2 separate regions of the Canis lupus genome follow, and region 1 is linked to region 2. A link is a contact called in public Hi-C data. All regions are on one chromosome and are shown on one strand. The core of a region is the stretch at or near the end of the contact, and the rest is flanking DNA. Distances in the headings are between cores, read along the strand shown. Region 1 has its middle 77 kb from the start of CD58. Region 2 has its middle 9.6 kb from the start of ATP1A1.

Evidence for each region. A called contact is a pair of places that touch in the nucleus more often than the background predicts.
Region 1: a Hi-C map of liver shows a contact between it and region 2, with 2.1 times the contacts expected there. The contact joins two enhancer-like sites. A contact is called at or near these places in 4 of 9 Hi-C or Micro-C datasets (amygdala, blood and liver).

What each region holds. Positions count from the first base shown.
Region 1 is chr17:54,457,945-54,464,837 of UU_Cfam_GSD_1.0, reverse strand. No RefSeq gene overlaps it. Among named protein-coding and RNA genes, the nearest start is that of CD58, 77 kb to the left of the region's middle. Within about 2 kb of position 3,052, at least 6 of the 20 cell types and tissues checked have an H3K27ac peak or open chromatin away from gene starts, as enhancers often do. A contact at or near this core is called in liver, where this site is marked.
Region 2 is chr17:54,343,782-54,350,396 of UU_Cfam_GSD_1.0, reverse strand. No RefSeq gene overlaps it. Among named protein-coding and RNA genes, the nearest start is that of ATP1A1, 9.6 kb to the left of the region's middle. Within about 2 kb of position 4,971, at least 16 of the 20 cell types and tissues checked have an H3K27ac peak or open chromatin away from gene starts, as enhancers often do. A contact at or near this core is called in liver, where this site is marked.

The DNA of each region.
Region 1 (6,893 bases), core at 1,803-4,302, 120 kb before region 2:
ACGAAACAGGAGACCGTTCCAGGAGGCCACAGTGAGCCTGGTGGGGGCTGGGCAGGGGGAGGGTGGGAATGTGGGTAGGCCACCTCCCAACATGATCACATTAGTCACCCATCACAGACCCTGACAGACCTTGGGCTATTCAAGGATTCCAGCTGTAAAATCCCATTAGGGTTGCCAAGACTAGAACAGTGTGACTTTAATAAGGTTAAAGTTTGGCATTTTTTACAGCTTTAATAATGATAAGGTTCTTAGTACCCATGAGAGGGAAAGAACTAGAGAAGGTCTGTCCACTCCTGGCTGGTCGGTGCTGGGGGACATGGTCAGGTCCAGCCTCTTGCCAGGCCCCTGTGGGGTGTCTTTGGGTTCCAGGTGCAAATTTTACCCTGCTTCTCAAAAATCCTATTCACCCATGTCTGGACTCTGGGATTGATAAGTGAATCTGGGCATTGATTTCCAAGAAGAGTCCATGAAACTAGGTGAGTTTATTAGAAATAAAATGCCCTGTTCCCCACTCACATGTGTCACCCATAGTAGTTGCATTCTCAAAGCACAGCTATATTTCAAAACCTTTGTTAAGCTCCTCTGGACTAGAACACTCTATTGTCCATCTGTGTCTGTATCTCCTTCTAATGGCCTTCCGGATGACCTTCGTCCTCCCTTCCTTATCCTGGGAGGAATTCATCTACTCTCTTCTTACTCCCAGGGCACTTAGACCATCTTTCTAAAGCAGCGCCTATCTGTGTGGTGGAACGAGTTGGTTGTGGACGTAACCTCACCCCATCAGACTAGACTGTAAGCCCTTCGTGCAGGGTCAGCTTGGGCTCCTGGAATACTCAATAAGCACACAGTAGACACCCATAAATGTCAAAGGAAGGAAGGGATGATTTAGCAGGAGGCCCATGCCTTCCACTGGGAAGACCATTGAAATCCCATGCCTTCACATGCATGACTCATCTTTGCTCACAAAGAAGAGGAAAAAGTATAATTTCTAAAGTAGGTCACTCGTTTCTTGAAGGTGGAATTTATCTCTCAGTCCATGTGTCCACAGCATCTGCCGCCCTACATCTGTTAGTGTAAGCTTCAAATGCATCAGATGGCCTTGTCTATGGCCATTATGTCATGCGTTGAATCATTTACAAAGACTTTCCTTCCAATGGGACAAGTCAAATGAACAGCACTGATGACGTACCTACCCTGTGTCACAGCTGGCGCTAGGTCCTGCAGAAATGCAGAGACGAGAAGTCTCTGCCTACAAGGAGCCAAGTCTAAGTGCCAAAGGGATGTGGTAAGTGCATCTGAAGTCCTTGTTTCCGTGCCAGCTGTGAGCCGCTGTGTCGGGGCACAAGGGTATAGGTATAGCCCGGACCCTTCAGAAGCTTGTGGCCCAGCTGGGGAGCTGAGCCATTCATGGCTGGATGAGCTTTCAAAATGTACCTTAGTATTTACTAGGGCCAGAGCCCCCTTGACCACACCCCCCAGGGGGCCACAAGGTTATGGGAGCAGAAGAGAAGAATAGAGCGTAGGGAAGGGAGACCTAGCGCCTTCCTGACACTTGTAGTCTGATGGGCTCCAAGTGCCGCTTGGTTTCAGGGGCAGAGCTGGAGTTTTCCCCTGGACCTGAGATGGATGGGAAATATCAGGGCCACTGTGGGGCGAAGCCAACTCTCCAGATAGTCTCTGGGAGCCCCCTCTTATGGATCCTTGGACGAGGGGGGCCCAAGCCTGGGCCGGGCCTCCCAAGGCTACTTTGCACCACAGTGAACTCAGTTTCCGGCATACTCTTGAATCAGACCAGACCAGAACTATGCTTAACTGCGCAGCAGGAGGGAGGACTGGTAGGTGGCATCTCCCAGGGAGGCCGGTTTCGGGCGTGGGGAAGAAAGGCCCACAACCTGGGCCCTTCGGTCGGCAGCACATGACCTTGTGATGCACTGTGGCCAAGGAACAGGTGCAGCAGGGTGAGCAACATGGTGCCATCTGGGAGCTGCGCTCCCGTGGTGCTCCCATCGGCTTTCCCACCTGGGAAACCGTTCCAGGGCAGCCTAAGCCACCAGCAGGCTAGACTCCAGTGTTTGCCCAGGAGCCTGGATGAAGGGGAAATTACAAAGGGTTGGAGGAGGCACCGGATGGAGAAGAATCAGGCTGGCATCACTAACGAATGCTCTCTCCTGATCCGAAGCCCTTTCAGCCCGGGGAAGGAAGTGTCCTTGGAAATGCCAGTCCTTGGCCCCACAGTTCCCTCAGCTGGCACAGAGAGGCAATTCCCCTTTGCCCCAGGCCACCCCTTGCCTGTGAATGAGGAGCGTGACTCACAGCAGCGGGGACGGCAGCGTGTTAGGTGAGGCTAATTCAAATGCCAGGCAGGTACAAATAGCATACTTTCCTCTGAACAGCCGCCCCAGCTGTTGTGCAGGAGGCTGGCCGGTTCTTATCCAAAGTACATTTGTTCTTATTTATGAGCCACATTGGGCACCACTGGCGGCCTACCTTTGGCCCCTCAAGGCCAGCTCTGTGTTCTTTGTTCCCTAAAGTCTCACCAAAGTGAAACATTAACTGGTGGTGGGACAGAAGGGCCTGGGAGCCTCTGAAGGCAGGGCTGATGAAGAAGGATACCTGGGGGGGGGAGGGGGGGGCGGCTGTGACTCACTGATCTGGAAGGGCCTCCTGTGACCGGGCAGTGTTTTCTTTAAGCCACACAGAGATGGGTGCCAGGGTGGCATGTCCTAAATGACTGGTTGGTGGGTGACCACAGATGCTTTTTACCACCACGGTCACTGGTGATACTAACCTTAACCATAAAGGGTGGTGGAAATTATTAGGCCTGAGAGCCAGGAGACCCTTGGCTTGGCCATGGCTCTGCTTCTAGAACATTCTGAGGCCCTGTGGAAAGCCATTAGAGGTCTCAGGACTTCTGTTTCCTCAGCTGTCCAGGAAGGGCTGGGTGAGAACACAAAGGTCCTGTCTGGCTAGAACATTTTCTACTGTAGATGCTGACACCAATCAACTCCATTTATAGCCGGTGGTAGTAACTGTCTCTCCTTATCACCCAGGAAAAGTTACTAGGGCCCGCCCTCTGCTACCTTTGCTTCTCTTCTCTCCCTTGTCTCTATCTGCCTCACTGCTTCTTAGCCACATTCCCTTTATCTCACTTCTTTATCTTTATCTTAGGGCTGAGGATGTCCCCTTCAAAGCCAGCATGCAAGTCAATCATGTGATGTTTGAGTCACGGAGACTCTCATTTGCCACTTTCTACCAAAGCCACTTCCTGACCATGTGATCTTGGCCAAATTATTTTCTTTCTCTGGTTAGCCATTTCCCCATCTATCACAAAGGAATCATATTAGGGTTTCTGTAAGAATTATGTAATATGCCTTATACATGAAGGCTTCACAAGTATAAGCCATTATACGCTTATAACCTAAAAGTTGGCACACACAGAAAATTCATTCCTCTTCCCCAAAACTTTTCCTTTAATCTCTGTTTCTGTTCACAGGGACACTGGGCTTTGGGTTTGATGTCACCTTGACTTTTCTTCTCACTTGTTCTGTGCAATAGTATCTATCCCTTGAAGCCTTCCTTTCAGCTTCCCTGGGGTATGACATTTTTGGAGAGAAGGCCTACAGGTCCAGGGCGGAGCTAGGGCTGAACCCTCTGCTGAGATAGAAGTATTATCTTTGGGAATTCTGGGAAATTCTACTTATCAAGGTACTTTTTTTTTTGGTGGAGGGAGGATTTGTTTTGAATCATAATTGATTGGCCAAGATTTCCTGAAAGTGGGTGTGGTCCTTATTGGTTGCGGTCAAATGGACCAAGCTACATTTTCTTGATTTTGCTGTTGACCTCCTTACTCTGCAGAATCTGCCCTGGTACAGATTCACGTTCCCTGGGCACTGTAGGTACTCACAAAGATCACCCAGAGTGACATTGGCTTAAAAAGTATAGGGGAGGTGGGCACTTCTACATAGCCCATATAATGCTTTGGGAAGTTTTTAAAAAAAATTGCTTCTTCTGGAGGATGTGATTCTGTGGGCACATGGCTTAGTAGGATATGAGCTGAGTTTTAGTTTTTACTTGGCCAGGAGCCTTTGTGTAGGACCCAAACTACCCAGCCTTAAGAGGCAACCTTGGTACTCACTGATTAGATGCCAAGTTCCATGAAGACATGGTTCATGTCTCTCTCACTAAGGAAGGCTTGGTGCCAAGCAAAAGGCCTGGCACAGTCTCACTAGGTGTTGTTGAGTGTTGAATGAGTGAATGAAAGGTGACATCTAGCGGGGGATGCCTGCTGTAATTGGTGCTCAAGAGCTTGATGTCAACAGAGTGGGATAGTTAAGAGGATGTGCTATGGAGTCAGACAGAACTGTTTGGATTTTGCACCCCCCCTACTTAATAGATGCATGATCTTGACTTCTCTGAATCTTACCTTCTCCATCTTGAAAGTAGGGGTATAATGATACCAGCTCCGTTGATGTCATGGTGTGGATAATCTGAGATGACTTCTGTGAAGCGCCTGTATCAGTGTTTGACAAAAGGTTATGTTGTAACAGGTGAGCCCCAGAGAGCACTGAGGATGGGCATGCTCTACCTCCCTAATCTGAATTGCTTTTAGGGTTGCCATATCATGGAGTCTTTACAGTCATTCCCATTGGGGATCTCAGATATGCATTGAGGTGGCCTGTGGCCACAATGATTCATTTGGTCTTGGCATTCACTCCCAGACACTTACCAAGGCCTCCAAACCCATTAGGCATTCAAACATTCAAGACTTCAATTTCCCAGAAAAGGCACAACTTCTGTTGGTTAGATTACAAGTGTCTTCTACGGTTTACCGCTTCCCATTACTGTACCTCCAGTGGCTCTTTTGCTTGGTCTTGGAGATCTGCCATCGTTATTGAGCTGATCTCATGCTATCAGCAAAGGCAAGGAAAACAATGGCCTCTCTGCAGGCCTTTGCCCTCCCACAAGCTCCAGGATCACAAAGCCTGCATGCCAGGGTAGAAAACCCATGTCCCTAGCTTCTGAGGATGTTCAGCTGAGAAACATAATACACACACATACTCACTGGTGTTGTGTCTGTGTTTTTAAAGCGCACAGCAGTCTGTCACAGAGGCCGTGTTGGTGCATTTCATCCTTTGGCAGCGCTGTGAGTGGAAATTTGTAAAAGGCTCTGCAAGGGGCTGCAAAGAAGTTGCTGAATAAATTCATGTGCCAGAGAAAAAGTGAGAGAGTTTTCTCTCAGTGGTTGCCTGTGTCTACGGGGACCTACAGAATCTCTTGACCATTTTAAACCTAAAAGTTTGCTTTTTAGAAACATCAGTCTTAGCCCATGCTAATCTGATCCAACCATAACGTGATTTCCTGGGGGAGGTTGTGGGGGTTTGGAGGTAGTAGAGGGAAGAGCTCATGGGGTCATGGAATGGACACAGGACTGAGGGTCAGAAAACTTAGGTTTAAATCTTTGTTCTGTCCTTGATTGGTTATGGGATTGACTGGAGTAACTTTATCTGCCAGTGCCTCTGGTGCTCTGTCATATGAGAGCAGCACAGGGATGTGTGGAAATCCTCAGAGGTTGTGGGTTGGAGTGTGCACCCCGCACGTGGTGGGTAGGAAGCCATGAGAGATGGGGACTGCCCCACTGCAGTCAGCCCATATTCTCATTCTACAACCACTTTGTGGAAGTCCAGAGGATACTTCTAAGGGAAGGAAACAGAAGAGAGATCTGTAGAGGATATGGAGCACTTTTCTGTGGGGGAGATGTTTTGACTTAACAAATGAACCTGTCCCTTTCCTGCCCAAATGACAGATTCAGAGCAGACAGGCATTTAAAAACTTCTTCTATTAAAAATAAGTTGGTTGTAAGTGGAAGGGAGGGGAGAGGTGGATAGAGCAGAGTGCAGAGACCACAGCTTGAGTGTGGCAGGAGAGGTGTGATGGTGTGAAGGGGAGAGAGTGAGTTTGGGGAGAGAGAGCTGAAAGAGCAATATGCAATATGCTCAGACTCCTGGAGGGGAGAGGAGGCAAATCTGCAAGAGCAGGAGAGCCAGGGAGGCAGCGGGGAGGCTTTAGGACTGGCAGCGTAGTTCAGGTGATAGCCGACATCAGGCTCCTGCACAAGGAGTAGTAGCTCCTGCCACATGTGTCCTAGAAGACAGACCTCATGAGGCATCTGGCTGGAAAAATTTAAGGGGAGAGGCATAAACAAACAAACAAACAAACAAACAAATAAATAAATTAAATTATTAAAAAAGACTCAATAAGCAAAACAAATGCTATCTGAATGCAATATTTTTATTGCAGCAATATTTTTAATTAGGCTTTATTTTTAGAGCAGTTTTAGGTTCACAGCAAAACAGAATGGAAGGAAGAGATTTCCCATATATTCCCCTTCGCCTTGCATGCTCAGCCTCCCCCACTATCAAAACCCTAGCCAAAGTGGGAGGTGCACAATCGTTACAACTGAACCTGCCCTGACATATCCTTATCACCCTCAGTCTGTAGTTTACATTAGGATTCAATCTTGTGGTTGCACAATCTGTGGGTTTGGACAAATGTATGATGACATGTATCCACCATTGTAGAATCACATGGGGTAGCTTCTTCACTGCCCTAAAAATCCTCTGTGCTTTGCCTCTTTGTCCCTCCCACCCCCTAGTTCCTGGCAACCACTGATCTTTTTTACTTTCTCCATAGCTTTGCTTTTCTAGGATGCCGTAGAGTTGGAATCCTACAGTCTGCTGCCTTTTCAGATTGGCTCCTTTCACCTAGCCATATGCATTCAAGTTTCCTCTAGGTAACTTGGAAAGTTATGGCTCATTCCTTTTTGGTGCTGAGTAACATTCCACTGTCCGATGAACCACGGTTTATTTATCCACTCACCCACAAAAGGACATCTT
Region 2 (6,615 bases), core at 3,722-6,221:
AAAGTAGATGAAACCTCAAAGATGCAATTAAGTTAGGAGGTCAGTGATGTCAAGGGATACGTCCACTTGGCTTTCCTCTGGAGGGTAATTAATAGTATTTCCTATTATTTTCAATCCTCAACGGTTTTTCAGGTGAAAGAAAAATTCTCCAGTTTTCAAGTGTTGAAGACTAACTGATGAACAGGAAACCTACAGGTTCTAAAGATCTGATTTTCCCTCAGTGCCAAATCCTTGGGAAGCCTGCCCAGAGCTGTGAGGTTTGCTTGCATCACACACACTTTGGACAGAACAGAGGTGACTTCCCTTGGTCCTCAGTCTACCGAAGGGCCAGCTGAGTGAGAACCTGCAGCTGAGAACCTGAGAATCTTCTCTTCTTAAAAAGAGAAACTTTTTAAAACCTTTTTGTTCTTAAACGAACAAACTAATTTTACATACTTTTGCATACAAATCCCTTGCAATAGTTAAAGCTTTCTTCTCGTTCTTAGGTTGGGATATATTTGAGAGAACACAGCTGATTTGGGCAGGAAGTCACCCAACCTAATTTGTTGCTAAAATAATCAGGAACCAAAGACTTGGATGGAGTGGGCCTGGGTACCAGGTCTATTGTGCTTTATAATCTTGAGGTCACTTTTTATTTTTTTTAAGGCAATTTAGCAGTGACACGTCCAGAGGTCTGCAGGTTTTAAGTCTCAGCCCTCACCTGGATGAACGTTTACCCAATTTGTTATCATCTCCCCTGATGAGGGGGAGGGCGGCAGGGGTTGGCCTATTCTCAGCCTTCTCAGATGGATGAGACACACCTCCCCCTTTCCTACCCTCCCACCCTAAAGGTGAGTCACTAGAGTGTTACAAACTTACTGGCAGGGAACACTACAAATTAACAAACAGAAAGTTACCAAAAGAGGATACACCCTCAGAACCGGGTACAGAAAGAACCCTGGGCCGGGGAACTGTCACGCTCACACACTGAACACTTCCACAGGCAAGAAGAGTGTGATGCAATCCGGGTCCTCTGGTCCGGCCCCAGGGCTGGTCTACAGTTCCTCCTGTCAGTGCTCCACTTGCTCCTGGCCAGGCCTGGGCAACTTTCCACCCTTGAGGACTCTGCCTTATAGTGTTTTCAGTCTAAAGTACTAGAGCTTTATAGCAGCCAGAGGAGATTTAGTCACACTTTCAAGTTGAACTCCAATAGGGCAGTTGATAACATTCCCATAGGAACAGGATTTCTGCTGACATGCGGATCCCTTGTAACCTTCACTTCAATCTTTTTCCCTCGGCTCCTCTTGAAATCATCACCCATAGGCTAGGATTTATTTTCTAGGTAACTAAGTTAATATTCAAACAATGGAGAATCGCACAGAACGACCTGGTGATATCCTTTCCCTCCCTCCCCCCCCCCCCCCAGCTTTTGTAAACTTGAGAAAAGAGAAATTTTGTGTACCTTTGGTGAACCAAATAGTTGTGGGTGGCAGGCGGGTTGCAGATTTAAGCCAAGTCACTGGCAGCAACACCCAATGTGAAAAAAAGGCACAAAATCCTATTTCACCCAGGAATGATTCAGCAGGAGCTGTTCTTTCATTTTCTTAGCAAGAGCTTAGGAACTAGACTTTTTAGGGAGCAATAAAATCACCTGAAATAGCATCAAAACCTAGGCCCCCAAGGCAGTGGGAAGAGGGGGGGAAAAAATTAACAATGACCTTAAAAAATTAGCTGCCAGCACAGGCTTCCTGGTTAACCAATTATCAGCAGGGCTTTAGTCACCACTCCACCCACATTTTAATCCCCATGTGGAAAAATCCCAACATTTCAGCATAAAATTTCCTTCTGAACGTTTGGACCATCACAGTAAGTCACTGGGGACAAAGGGGATATAACTTTATCCTAGCAGAATCGCCACGCACACATCTATCTCCCCCCTTAATGTTCAATTTATCAGAGTCCCCAAAACACTAACTATGACCCAGCAGACAAGAGCATATCCTCCTGTGAACCAGCCATAACTCAATTTTGTGTTTGCCAGCCACTGGCGTTTTATTAAGGATCCGTAGGACAGGCTGGTTGAGCCTCCACAACCCAGGTGTGTGAGATCTTTCACCACTCTCACGCGTGTGTTCGGTTATGAAAGACACATACAGACATGTGGAAGGAACTTACTCAAACATCTCTCGGTTCCACTAATTCAATATCACAAATACCCCAGTTTCATCTGAAGAATAAGGCTGGAGTTCTACATATAAGGTGATGCTAAGGGAGTGAGTGTTCAGGCCAGGGAGACCACAGGCTGTTCAGGAGTCAAGCCTGTCTGGTGTGTCACTTACCAACCATTTGACCTTGAGCAAGTCACTTCACCTTCCTAGGCCTCGGGGGAAGTAGCTGTGATCACTACACCCCCGAAAGCAGGAATGTCCAGCTCTGGATTATCAACTTTTTCCCTTTTTGAGGGAGGGGAGATGAAGGGGTGAGCTTAAAGGGCTTCTTTATGGGAATGACCTCGGGTTTGATGGTGTGGTACAAGCACAGGCCACTAACCCACTTTTATATCGGGAGTAGAGGCTGGCACTGGCACTCAGCTCTTCGCCTTTGGCTCTGTAACCCGGAGCAGCCCTCCACGATCTGGGCTTTTTAAAAGATACCAGGGTGCATTCCACTTCTCGCCACTCTCCCTACCGGGCCCAAGCCTTTCCTATGACCTCCCTCAAAATCCAAAATTCAGAATCCCCAGAGACGCACCCTGCCTCCTCCCCTACCACTCAGGCCACACTGCGGAGCCCTGAAAACCTCCAAAGACCTCCTGGAAGCCCGCACTGTGCAAGCCCTGGACATAACGGGGCGGCCTCTCTCCTACCCGGGTCCTCCGGCCTGGTCATTTTCTCCCACGAATTGATACGGGGGTGTGTGTGCGGGGGTTGGGGGGCGGTTTATCGTGTATAAACTTTTCTCAACTTGACTTGGGCTCCATCAGGGTCTGAGACCCGGTCCTGGGCTGCGGCTACGGGTCACAGAAGCACAGGGGCGAGCAGCGGCTCCGGTGCTCCCCGGCGTTCCCGGGGCCGGGGCCTGCCCCTCCCCTGCCCCTCCCCTGCCCGGGGACCCCGCGGCGCGGCGCTCCCCACCACCGCGAACTGCCCGCCGCCTGCAGTCCTCTTTCGGGTTTATTGCGCCCTGAGGCCCCGGTGGGTCAGCCTGTCCTCCTTCCAGGCTCATCCCTCAAAAAGCAAAACAAAACAAAACAAAAAAACCCAAAACCCTCTACACACCCCTCCCCAGCAGGGAAATGACCACTCCAGCCGCCCCAGGGCGCATCCAGTGCTCACGGAAAGCGTCCCATGAAAGCTCGCAAAAGTATACCTTAAAGGCCATCTTAGGGCGGTGAAGACACACCCTTTCTGGCACCAGCCAGCACGACCGGCTCCGCAGTGAAGGGAAGCCAGCTTTTTTTTTTTTTCCTCCTTTAGGGGAGGGCGGCGGGCGCTGCGGGGACCTGGCTCGGCCCCAGCGCCTCCGGGAGCGGGAGCCGCAGCCCCCGGGTCCCCCCCGCGTCGGATCCCCCGCGGGCGCCCGGACCCCGGCGGCGGCGGGGAGGCAGCCCGGGAGGGGCCCCGGCGGCGCGCCCCGGGGGAAGGGGAGGAGCACGCCTTTCCTCCGGGCACGGAGGGCGGAAGGAAAAGGGAAGGCGAGAGATGGGGAGGTGAGGGCGGGCGGAGGGGGCGCGGGGGGGGCGGGGGAGCCGGCTCCGGGGATGCGGCGCCGCCGGCAGCTCCTTCCCGGGCGCCCCGGGCCCGCGCCTCCCGAGCCCGCCGCCAGGAGCCCCCCGGCCCGCAGCGCGCCGGGGCCGCCCCGGGGTCCGCGCCCCTCCCCCGCCGGCCGGCCGGCCCCCGCCGCCGCCGCCGCGCTCCCTCCATTTCCAGAGTGCGTCGTCCGTGAAGCCCGCCCGCCCGCCCGCGCCGAGCCGCTTCCTCCGCCGCCGCCTCCCGACTTCCTCCCCTCCTCCCCGCCCCGCGCCCCGCGCCCCGCGCCCCGCGCCCCGCGCCCCGCGCCCGGGCTCCCGCGCACTCACCCCTTTCCCCATGGTGGCGGAGGTCCGTGCCCGGCGCCCGGTGCCGTCGCCGGAGACCAGGGAGGCAAGGACGGAGCAGCTCCCGGCCGGGGAGCGCGGAGCACGGAGCTGGGGCTGCCGCGGGGCGGGCGGGCGGGCGGGCGGGAGGGCGAGCGGCCGGCGGCCCGGGCCGACGCCGCCGCTGGGGCTGGGGCTGGGGCTGGGGCTGGGGCCGGGGCCGGGGCCGGGGCCGGGGCTGGGGCTGCTACCGCTGCTGCTGCTGCCACGTGTCCGCCTCCTCCCGCCGCTGCTCCGCGCCCCAGACCCAGCCGCAGCTCGAGCCCGCGCCTCCTCCTCACTTCCTAAAATATGCAACCTGCGTGCTCGCCCCGCCCACGCCGCGGCACGTCACCGTTACCGGAGCAACCTGACACCGGCCGCGGGCCGGGCTCCGCCCCCGCCCGGCCCCGCCCCCGGCCCCGGCCCCCGCCCCGGCCCCGGCCCCGGCCCCGGCCCCGGCCAGTCGCGGCTCGGGGCGGGAGGGCGCCGGCCGGGGCGCGCGTGCCCAAGCCCCGGGAGGCCGCGGCCGTGCGGCTCCCGCGCCCCTCCTCCCGCCGCCCTGCGTGACCGGCCCGCCCCGTGGCCGCGCGGGGGCTGCGGTGGGTGCGGGGACGCTTCGGAGCGGGGCTCCCCAATCTCCGCGGCCCGGGGACGGGAACCGGGCGCGGAGGGGCCTTGGCAGCGTGTCCGCGAGCTCCTCCGGGGGCTGAGGGGCGCGCCGGGGTGGGGGTGGGGTGGGGGGGTGGGGGTGGGGTGGGGGGGGTGGGGTGGGGGTGCGGCCTGGCGGCAGCCCGCGCCCCCGGGACGGCTCCGCCTCCCTGCGCAGTCCCCGCCCGGCGCCCACCTGCGGATGGGCTCCCCGGTCGCCGGCGCCTCCCGGATGCCTCCTCTGGGCTGGATCCGCGTGATCCACTTCCCGCTCGGGCCCCAGGAAGAATGGGTCTGAGCCGGCCTGAGGAAGGTCCCCGGCGCCCTTCGCCTGCTTCTCTTCGTGACCCTGATGACCCCTCACAGGACTTCCAATGAATTTATTCACGCTACTGTGTGAATAAAACCCTGTCTTTAGCAAAAGGGTTTGACTTGACGGGGAGATGTCCGAGGACCCGTCTGGAGCCTGTCGGTGCCTCCCACCTGACCTGCCAGCGCAGCCTTGGGTGCTCTGGGGGACTCTGGGCCTGCTGTGTGATGATAAGCCCGGGAGCCCGCAGAGAGCCCCGGCCTGGCTGCCATGTGGGTCTTCCCTCCCGTTACAGCTTCTTAGCAGAGGCTGCTGTGGTTGAAGGGCATTTAGAAAGCAAAGTATTATTATTATTAACAATGCTTTCAGGAAGTCAGATATACTCTGGGAAAGCACGAGATTCGCAGAAGAAAGTCACTAGGAGTCTCTGGGAATTCCTACAAGAAACAAGGAAAATATTAATTGTCTAAGCAAGTTAAAGCCGACCCTGTGAACTCTCAAGTATTAACATGAACTAACTAACTAAATAAATAAATAAATAAATAAATAAATAAATAAATTGAACAAATAAAGATACAAAGCTTAAAAGACATAGGGAGGGAGGGAAGGAAAGAAAAAAAGAAAGAAAGAAGAAAGAAAGAAGAAAGAAAGAAAGAAAGAAAGAAAGAAAGAAAGAAAGAAAGAAAGAAAGAAAGAAAGAAAGAAAAGAAAGAAAGAAAAGAAAGAAAGAAGAAAGAAAGAAGAAAAGAAGAAAGAAAAAAGAAAAGAAAGAAGAAAAGAAAAGAAAAAAGAAAAGAAAAGAAAAGAAATAGCAAGTGTATTATTATCAGTTCAAACGTTCGGGTAATTCTTATTCCCAAAAGATACTGTTTCTTACATGAGTCTCTTCCTCTCTCCCCAGAATGCATTGTTAGAGGCTAGTGCCTCCTCCAGCCATCTTCAGGCTTTGTTACATCACTCCAGGTGACGAAAAGCAGAGGAATTGTAACCTGGATTCAAGTTCATGACTGCTGGGGAAAGAGCCTTTGAGTCCAGATCAGAGTTCCCTATGCTGCTAATTCAAAGACAGTTGCAGGGTGTTATCAGGGCTCTGCTCCAGGGGTCTAGAAAGTGGTTCGCTCAAGATCCCTTATAGCACCCTCATTACTGCTAACCCCTAGAAAGCCTTTGCTTGCTAAAGATCCCTTGACTTGTTTAAGATTAATCATCTCTAAGGCCCTGGTCTGAATGGAAAAAGTGCAGCAAAATAACACATTGTAGAAAGGAAAAATCTGAACACTGTAGATTTTTCTTGCCAGTGAATCTCCTTTCTCTCCCTTCCTAAGTAAAATTACCTTTTTTTTTCCCCCATTCAAGAATATAACCTCAATAGGTCAACGCATTTCTCTTTGTCTCTAGACCTGTTTATTTGGCCGCTGGAATATTGCTGAAGATCCCTCCAGGAGGGCCTCAAAGTTCTAGCTGTCTTCCAGAGTAGGGGAAAAGGCATACAAATATAAGAAATGTTAACTAAAATCTGTAGGTTGCCTTGCCTTGCCTTCACAAAGCACCTTTCCATATC